2 separate regions of the Mus musculus genome follow, and region 2 is linked to region 1. The links are chromatin contacts, called in public Hi-C maps. All regions are on one chromosome and are shown on one strand. Each heading gives the region's core, a stretch centred on a gene start, on an enhancer-like site or on the middle of the called end of the contact. The rest is flanking DNA. Distances are from core to core; before and after follow the strand shown.

The links. Hi-C and Micro-C count contacts between places; a contact is called where the count stands out from the background.
Region 2: a contact with region 1 is called in a Hi-C map of the G1E-ER4 cell line, with 4 times the contacts expected there. The contact joins the enhancer-like site here to the promoter of Lgals8 in region 1. A contact is called at or near these places in 79 of 484 Hi-C or Micro-C datasets (the 63-12 cell line, the AML12 cell line, the AtT-20 cell line and 53 more), 7 of 115 datasets of contacts at active chromatin or transcription factors (the 230-238 cell line, the HPC-7 cell line, PVALB interneurons and 4 more) and 4 of 9 other capture datasets (adipose tissue, embryonic stem cells, liver and 1 more).

Annotation. Positions count from the first base shown.
Region 1 is chr13:12,459,453-12,464,374 of GRCm38.p6, reverse strand. Lgals8 (lectin, galactose binding, soluble 8) reads left to right here and starts at 2,637. Exons shown (of 10, transcript NM_001199043.1): 1 at 2,637-3,134.
Region 2 is chr13:12,409,974-12,414,895 of GRCm38.p6, reverse strand. Heatr1 (HEAT repeat containing 1) reads right to left here. Exons shown (of 45, transcript NM_144835.4): 15 at 4,289-4,500; 16 at 3,555-3,676; 17 at 2,660-2,851; 18 at 1,488-1,671; 19 at 1,248-1,384; 20 at 331-523. Among named protein-coding and RNA genes, the nearest start is that of Heatr1, 17 kb to the right of the region's middle. Within about 2 kb of position 2,280, at least 86 of the 459 cell types and tissues checked have an H3K27ac peak or open chromatin away from gene starts, as enhancers often do. A contact at or near this core is called in the 230-238 cell line, the 63-12 cell line, B cells and 18 more, where this site is marked.

The sequences.
Region 1 (4,922 bases), core at 1,388-3,887:
CTGCAGTAACGATACCCAGGTTAACCTCTGGCCTCTACACACATTTGGTTGTCAGTCACATGATGGTAAATGTTTCACATCTGGCTTTTAAGAGAAAAAAATCCTGAGAAGCAAGACAAGTGAGACAGCACAAATTGGCTCTCCTAGCTGGTCTGAGTAGACTTTAATCTTCATTAAATGTTCATGGATGTCTGGCTACAACCTACTAGTGAGTTTTACAAATAATGTAGTGGATTATAAATGGCATTTTAAACTTTAACATTTTTTATTTTTTGTGTTCTGCCTACATGTAGGTCTGTGCACCATTCGTGTCCATGAATAGTATTTTTTGTTTTGTTTTTTTGTTTGTTTGGTTGATTTTGGTTTTTTGAGACAGAGTTTCTCTGTGTAGCCTTGGCTGTCCTGAAACTCCCTCTATAGACCAGGCTGTCCCCAAACTCAAAGAGATTCACCTCCCTCTGTCTTCTGAGTACTGGGATTGAAGGACATCACTGCCCAGCCTATGAATAGCCTTTTAAAAAACTGGACAGAATATTCCAAACTGATTCTCCATTGAAACATATGAAGTCAGAGCAGAAACACTTATGCAAGGGTGGGCATCTCTCCAGCCCCAGTGAAAAGCTTTCCTTACTCTTCCACTTGCTCGATTCTCAATTCTTCCCAGCTAAGTGTTTTGCGAGTTTATGAGCCCTCTTCACAGGGCTTCTCCAGCTCTCATTTCTACACTTCTTTAAAGTCAGTTTCCAGTGAGCCCGGCAGCTACACAACACGCATTGATCCTGTTCCTGCTCTTTGACCCCTCAGAGCATTCAGAAACCTGGATGTTCTCTGTTTTGGATACCCATAGCCATTCCCAGCAGGTCGGTCTCTAAAGTCTCTCTCTCTCTCTCTCTCTCTCTCTCTCTCTCTCTCTCCCTTAATCCCCCTCTCTTTTCCTGACTTTTCTCCCAGGCTCTGGCCAAGTCTGTTTCCTCCTCCTATCTGCACTCCTAAAGGACCTCACTTCCAAGCTGTCATCCCCTCTTCCTCCCACCCATCAGCCTCAGCATGCTGATCTTTATTTTCAGAGCACACAGTTGCTCTCAGCAGCTCCGGGATTTTGTACTAGCTATTCCCACACCTTGGAATGCATCCAGCTCTGAGGTGAATTTATTATTTTAACTCTGTAAAGAAGGGGTCAACTCAGGCAAAACTGAAGATAACTCAACTGCTCTTCATTTTGAATAATGTAGCACTCAACCGAAGCCTGGGGAGCCCTTCTTTAGAGGCATTACAGTAGGGTTGGGAATGTGTATGGCAGATTCCCTATTGACCAAGCCAGCTCCGTCAGTCAACAGGTTCTCCAGGGAGGGAGTCGGAATTAAAAAGAAAAAAGACAACAAGACAACACTGTGGCATGACCCCAGCGAGTTCTGAGGCTGAGTCAGGCTTATAATGTTTTTCCAGTCTGCTTTGATACCAGTTTAAGTACATGCAAAATAATATCAGTTCTGGGTCAAGGACAAGCAGGACTATAAACACAAACAGTCAAGGAACAAAGTCCTGTGATCAATGTTTCCAGGCAGGGGCTTATCAAGATGACCAAGATATCTGAGCCTACTTCCCTCTCCTAGCCCAAAGTCACATTCTTGACTGAAGCCTACTTCTTTGCTCTAGCCCAAAACGATATTCCTGCCTGAGCTTACTTCTGTGTCCTGGCCCAATGTTTAATTCCTGCAAAGTTTCTAGAAACGGGCTCCAAAAGCTCTCCACACCCTATCTCTTACAAACCCCAGAAAGTGTAGTGAGAAGCCTACCACACCTAGTAATAACAACAGAGCTAAGACAACATACATCAAGGGTTAACTCCAGCTATTAAAGTAGAATCTTGAGGAGTTAATCAAAATTAGAAAATGGACATGAGGAAGGAGAAAAAGTAACGAATCAGAACACGAGGTTGCTGCTAAGAGGCTTTAAAAAAATAAAATACAAGTTCAAAACAAAATAAAACACACAGCCAGAGAAAAAGACCAAATGGCTATGTCAAACATGTCCTTTAAAAACAAACATGGCTAATATCTAGAAAAGAACATAACCTTGAGGCCATTAGGACATCAAAACTAGGTAGCTCAGTCAGCCATTCTCAGCGCCCTACAGTTTTATTTAAGTTTGTTCGTACAAATACGGGGCAAACCGTCAGCAGTGCAGCGCCCTGACTATGCAGCTCAGTGCTTATTGACCATCTACTCTGCTCAGAACTGAGCATCAGTGTCTAAACTGTTTCCTAAGGAAGCGTTCCCTGTAGTAAACTCCAGCACAGAATAAGCGGCCAATCACCCAGTGTTGACATGTTCTGGCTACTGCTCACAGGATGGGGTTTCTTGCAGGGACAAAGAAGAACGAATTCCTCCACACACAAGGCTAGTTATTGGCAATGAGTGGCTGCTAAATCTGATTGGCTCACAACATTGTTCAGTTCTGACCCAAGGCTGCAAAGGAGGCAAACCCAGGAGTACCCCGGCCACACCCCCCACGATTATTCTTTAAGTGTATTTTTAACACCCTTGAGATCAGGTATCTGTCCCAGAGTGACCCCGAATTCCTTAAGTTCTCCAGTATGACATTGAACTTGTGGTCCTCCTGCCTCCACCTCGCAGGGCTGGAACTACAGGGGTGCACCCCGACCGATTTGTGCAGAGCTGGGTGGAAATCAACCTGGGGGCTTCCAGCACGTGAGGTGAGCCACACCCCAACCCCAGCCAGCCACTCCCACAGCCAGCCATAGGTCTGCGTGTGTGACATTAAGAGCCCAACAGCCCCAGCTCGCAGCACTCGGACGCCCCGCCCCTGCAGTCGTTCTCGCGGAAACGGCCGCGGGCTGACCCCGCCCTCTGCCTGTGGCGGCTCCGGGAACCGGACGGCGTCCGTCAGGGGACACAAGTCGGAGCAAAGCGCTTACTACCACCGGGGTGAGTCCTGGCGACTGCGGGCTCAGGGACATCGGGATACCACTGTTCCCGGACCGGAATCCGAGTGTGGACACGGCATCCCGCCGTCTCCTCCGTGACACATGCACGGGGCACCGGACACCGGGAGCGATCGTGGGTTGAGGCTTGTACTGGGACCGTAGTGTCGGGACAACGCTGACTGCTGCGGTGAGGGCTCTCCGCTCGGCGGCTCACCTGCCAGGGAAAGGGCGAGCATCACCTGGATCCCCAAGAATGACAGGCCCAGGGACAGTTGACAGCTGTGTCACACTCCGTTATTCCAGACACGCACTTTAGCATGCTGCGTCATTCTATCCCAACGTTAAACACGGGGAAACGCAATTTCTCTGGGTTTGGGAATCGTCCTAAACCTAAGCCACGGCTTGTTGTGACTGACGGTGATACGTGTCTGGAGACTTCGGAGAGTAGTTATTTAATGCCAACCTAGGCCATCTTGATCTCTCTCCGGGAAAGATATCAATTATGGATGTGGTGATGGCAATTCCTTGTCTCCTTTTTGCTCTAGTTCGTGCTTCCTGGATTGCACAGAACAGAATTAAAGGCTCAGAGGATTTGAATAAAATGAGTTAGTGACAGATACTAGGTAGGGGTCTAGGGTGGTTTTTAGGGGTGTAACCAAGAGAGATGCAATTTTCTTTTCTCCGGTAAAATAAGAGATTTGGCGAGTGCCTATTGTCTACAGCCTGGCGGAACTGTAGGAAGTAAAAGACAGGAAACTCTAGTTTCATTTTCTGGCTTGGTTCTGGTTTGAGTCATCAGGACTAGAGGTAGTAAATGATTCAGTGGGCAGGGCGCAGTGCCGAGGGGGCGCTCTTATCTTTCAAAACCGGGCTGATGCAAAACATTGCATTTGGTATTCCCCGGAGTAACTCTGCCACCCCCACCCCACCCTCAACTTACTTAATTTGGCTGGTTGAAGAAGAGCAATGTTTTCTAGCAATAATAGCTAACACATACAGAGCTGTTTTCTGCTATTTAAACTAGTACAATCCTCAGGGCAATCCTATGATGTGATTCCTACTTGTTTTACTAATAGGAAAAGTTAAATGAATATTGTCCTGGTTTCAAAGCACTGCTTGAGTGATATTTGTGTCTTGGTTTTGTGTTATTTCCTAGCTTGTATTTTATTTGTATTTACTGCTTTTGATTTGTTTGGTTTTGCAGTGCTGGCACAGAACCCAGGGCCTCATCACACTAGGCAAGCTCTCTATTCAGCCCTTAAACATTATCTTGAGACAGGATGCCTTAGTCTCTATTCTCCTGCTGTGAAGAGACACCATGACCATAGCAACTCTTTAAAAGGAACGCGTTTAACTGGGGCTTGCTTATAGTCTGAGAGGTTCAAGTCCATTGTCACCATGACTAGAAAGCACGTGGCATGCAGGCAGACGTGGTGCTGGAGAAGCAGCTGAAAGTTCTACATCCGGATTCCCAGGCCGCAGGAAGGGAGAGGCACTGGGCCTGGCTTGGGCTATACCTCTTAATCCTTTTAAATAGTTCCACTCTTTGGTGATTAAGCATTCAAACCTATGAACCTATGGGAGCCATTCTTATGTGAACTGCCTGCCACACGGGATCTAACTCACCTAGGCTAGGGTCCAATTGTTCTTCCTGTCGCAGGCTTGCTCACAAGTGGCTTCGATCACAGGTATTGTGCCACCACACTTACAGTTTTAGTATTTTTAACAGGAAACTTCATGTAATTTCCTCCTTACATATTTTTTAAATAATTCCTGCACTGATCACTTAAAATTATTTCATTTAAGGCCAGGCATGGTGGCACATGCCTTTAATCCCAGCGCTTGGAATGCAGAGGCAGGCAAATTTCTGAGTTCAAGGCCAGCCTGGTCTACAGAGTGAGTTCCAGGATAGCCAGGGCTACATAGAGAAACCCTGTCTCAGAAAAAAAAAATTATTTCATTTCTAAGTATGTTA
Region 2 (4,922 bases), core at 1,031-3,530, 49 kb after region 1:
AAATTATATTTTAAATAAATAAATAAAAACAAGAATATTTTCTATATCTCTATGTAGTAGGGGTGCAATCATCACTGACTGAATGCACAGGTCAGAGGACAACTTTGAGGGGTTAGTTTTCTCCTTTTGCTATGTGGGGACTGGAATTAAATTTAAGTCATAAGGCTTGGTGGCAAGTGCCTTTATCCTTGTCACCATCTCCCCTATAGAATGAACTATTTAAGTAAATTATGTTATCTCTATACAATCAAGTGCAAGATTGTATACCACACTTCCTCACAGAGTAAGATGTCTAAAATGTATTAAGAAGTTAAATGTGACCTGTTGTACCTGGAGATGCAGTAGATGCCAGCTTTTGTTTATACTGTGTATTCTGAGAAGAAAGCATCGCAGAGCCTATGTAAAGAGCTTGAGTCTGCAGCTCTGACTTCACAGTGCAGTTAAGTGGATTTGAAAGGCTAGAACCATAGGTCCACAAAACACAAAAGAACTTGAACAACTGCAGAACATCTTGTAGATGTACCTAATGAAAAGAAAGCAAAAACAAACAAAAGAAAACAAAGTGAGGTCTAGTTCTTACTCAGATATGCTGTCCCTGGACCTTTTCACTACTGTACAATAACCACACAGGAATGAGTTGATGAATCACTTCTTCAATATTCCGAACTCCAACCTGTTAGGACGGATGTCGCTGAAGAATGACATTCAAGAAGCCTCACTCTAACTTTGCAGTTGAAAATACTGAACAACAACAACAAAAAAAGACAGGCGCATTAGCTAAAGGTCAAGACTAAAGTGGGACCTGGAAAGCTACACTAAAAGCTCTCGAAGGAGTTAGAGATGGCGACAATGCTGAAAGACACAGAAAGAGTAAGTCAGACAAGGACAAGAACACGCTGCTTGCATCATGGAGGCAGTAAAGCCCACAGAAGCTTCGTGAGTGACACTGCATCTCCTAACCACCATCTCTGAACACTCAGCCAGTTTACTCATCTATAAAGGATATTCAAAACAAAAACAGACTGAGTTGTTTTGATTTTTAAACACAACAGCTCATCAATAGGGATGCTGCAATGCTACTCTATACTCAACATGCTACCTGGCTGTAAGTACTAGACTGCTCTCGAGGGCATGTTTATCAGCACACATTGTTCACTGCCGCAAAATATACTTTATTATTAGGCTTTAGTACTAAAATAACCTACACTACCTATAGCAGAAATGCCTGTGAGGAGTGAGCCAAGTACCTTCATTATAAGCCTAATCAGAACCCTGAAATGCATGGCATCAGAAACCTCCAGCAGCATCTCAAAGATACCAATGAGCAGGTGCAGGTAGTGTCTGCTGTCTTCATCTAGCTGCTCGGGATTCCACCACATGGCACCTGAGGGGACAAGGGGGAGCTTGTCATTCAAGTGAAGGTGAACCGTGTATGGTGTTAGGAACGCAGTACCGCATCACACTGAAGACTCATGACCATGCCTTACCTGTAGGAAAAGATTTTGGAGCCTTCATTGCAAAAATAAAACATTTCATGGAAAATACAAGTAAAATGGCGTCCTCCATGACAACCCTCTGGGCACCGTGGAGCTCCTGCACGTAACGCACCCACAGCTCCTCCGGCAATCCTCTGTTCAACATCAGTTCCAGGTGCCACTCTGAGGGGATTTCCTGAAACATGAATGGAAACAGAAGCTAGCTCATCCTCAGAGTTCCAAACAGGTGCTCTATGACTGCAACGGATACGCACTCCTAGTCGGGAGTGTCACACTGGTGTGTGTGTGCATGTGTGTGTGTGTGTGTGTGTGTGTGTGTGTGTGTGTGTGTGTGTGTGTGTGTGCATGTGTGTGGACACAGTGCTACAGCTGAAAAGATACATTCCTCATAAAGGGCATTAATAGAGCAATGTGAAACAACCTGCTGCCTACACTGAACAAAACACACCACTCTACACTGCTGGCCCGGAGGACAAGCACAGCTCCAGTTACTGTACCTCATAAAAAAGTCAGTCAGACGTTAAGAGAGGCTCACTGGAGCCACTTTTTAAAGTCTAAAGAAGCATGCTAATTTCACATAATTTTAGTTAACAATGGCTACAGCTAGAATTTATAAAACTCCTGAGAGTATACATAAATATGAGTTGTAATTCTCTTAGAAAATCCTGTAATGAGCAGCCCTTTGAAGTTTAGAAGATAAATAAAAGAAAAATACTGATGCAAACAGCGGTATTAAAACAAAAGCTTGCTACCTCAAAATGGGACACTAGGAACTTTAGTAACACTGTCCAGGACAACAGTGGGCCAGAGACATCTGAACCTACTGGAATACTCAATGATTTTAAATATCTACGATATTCTTTCAATAAATACTAGGACAAGTTTTGTGTGGACGTGAATCAGTGGAGTAGATAGGAAGGAAACCTGGATTATGCGCTGATAAAACAGCAGAAGAGTCCAACCCTCAGAACCCTGTGATTCAAGTACACTTCCTGGAAAAGCACGAGAGTGCTTTGTCTTGATACCCACGGCTAACATTCTGACCAGCACTTCCCACTTCCCCAACCAGAGCCAGACCTCTGGGCCTCAGTTTAGCTGTGACCATCAGACCACAGTGTTATTTTACCCAACACCCAACTTCCTGCAGACACCGCACTCCTTACCACAGCAGTGATGACGCTTTTGAGCTTCCTTATCTTTTTCTGCAATAAACTGAACACTCTTAGAGCAAACGGGAAGCAGGTTTCTTGGAAGGATGAGCAGCAAGAGATCAGCACAGACACAGTCACGTGAAACGCCACTTTCTGCTTCAGGCTGTAAGACTCCTTTTCCCCAGCACAGACTAGATCTTCGACCTTGAGAAATAAGCACCCTCTATTACTAGTTAGTCAGTCTTCTATCTCAGGCCTACCTAGGTACTGTGTATAAAGTAAGACGACAGAAAGATCAGTAAACACTGATTGCTAAGCCATGATACAAACTTAGAAATTAAAATGGACAAAATTACACTTGACAAGTTTATGCATTTAACCCACAGACCTAAGAATACAAACAACAAAAATCAGTAAGTCAGACACCTAATACCATTAAAAGGTTTACTAAAGTATTTTCTTTTAATTTCATTTTGCTATGTTAACAATGAAAAGACTTCAATAGTCTAAATATAAATAGGAAAAATGAGATTAAAAAGAACAAAGTATTCTCACTAGTCCAAAAGTGATATAAAATATTAAGGACTTCAGATAATCTGTCCAACATGCTAAGTTAGCCACAGGTGGTTTATACAAGCTTATAATCCCAGCACTTGGGAGGTTAAGGCAGGAGGATCAGAAATTCATCCTGGGCTACACAGTAAGTTCCAGGCCAGCTTGAGCTATAACTCTCAGCCATGGCCCCAAAGGAATACACAAAATTACTCTTGTATTTGTTTAAAGCAAAACAGGGTGTAAGAAAGGAACAGCAGCAAAACTTCAGAAAAGAAGCCACGTAGAGCAGAAGTGGGAGCCTAATAAGCCTGAGGAGCAGAAGGCGGAGTGGAGGGGAGGGGTGGCAACATACCAGCTTCAACACTGTAGAGCGCTCTCCTAAACTTAAATTGCTGCCCAGCAGCTGAACCATCTTCTGGTTTCCTACACCAATTATTTCTCTTGATTTTCTGCTTTTAATAACATTTTCAAGAGCTGTAAAAAAAAAGGTTTGAATACTATATCACTGTATCACTGGCATCCACATAAAGTATTGGGGAAAAGTAAGACATTTAGATAAAATATTTACTAGTTCTCTACCAAGGCTTGCCTTTTATTTTTACTTTTAATCTAATTTCAAATTTTCTTATCTTCTCTATAAAATTTATATCTGTTTTATAAAGTTGTTCCAGGCCAGCTTGAGTTATAACTCTCAGCCATGGTCTCAAAGGAATAAATAAAATTCCCTTTGTATTTGATTAAAGCAAAACAGCTTTTAAGAATGGAACAACAACAACAACAACAAAAAATAATAAGAAAAGAGGGCTGATGAGATGGCTCAGGGGGTCAGAGCACTGACTGACTGCTCTTCCAAAGGTCATGAGTTCAAATCCCAGCAACCACATGGTGGCTCACAACCAACTGTAAAGAGATCTGATGCCCTCTTCTGGTACATCTGGCGATGGCTACAGTGTACTTATTTACGATAATAAATAAATCTTAAAAACAAAAAAAAAGAATGGAACAACAGCAAAAAGTGAGGAGGGGAAAAGCCTTGTAGAACAGAAGTGGGCGTTTAACTATGACTTTAACAACTGACTTTCTTACCTTCTTTCCAGCCTCTTAATAGAGGATGCAGAGAACAAATTCCTGATTTTGACAAATGTATAGCAATTTTCATATCAGGAGACTCTATATCATTACTAGTAATAACCATAAAAGGCAGCAACTGGACAACCACCTGATTTGCCAACTGGTCATTTTTACTTAGTATCTCTTCTTTAATTAGTATGTTTGCTGCTAGCTCAAGCACCCTGAACCTGGAAGACATGAAAGTACCTTTGATTCAGACACATGTTCAAGTCAGCAGAATTCATTATTATACTGTTCTGGATCAACTGGTGACAGGTTGTCTAGTCTCCTAGACAAAAATATTGCTCAGAGATCACCAAGATACAACCTCAAATCCATTCCAAAAAGGAGTTATCTAGCCAATAACTTTGTCCTGTCAAATATCTTAAAAGGAAACAAACAAAAATCAAAAATCTGAAAAAAAAAAAAAAACAAAAACTTCTAACTGTAACAAAATATATTAAATCAGACATCTCAGCTCCACTGGACAGTAGAAATTCACTCATGCATTAAAAAAAGAAATAAAAAATAAAGCATATCCCAGGGCTGGAGAAAGAATGGATCAGCTAAGAAGACTACACTGGCTGTTCTTCTAGAAGACCTGGGCTGG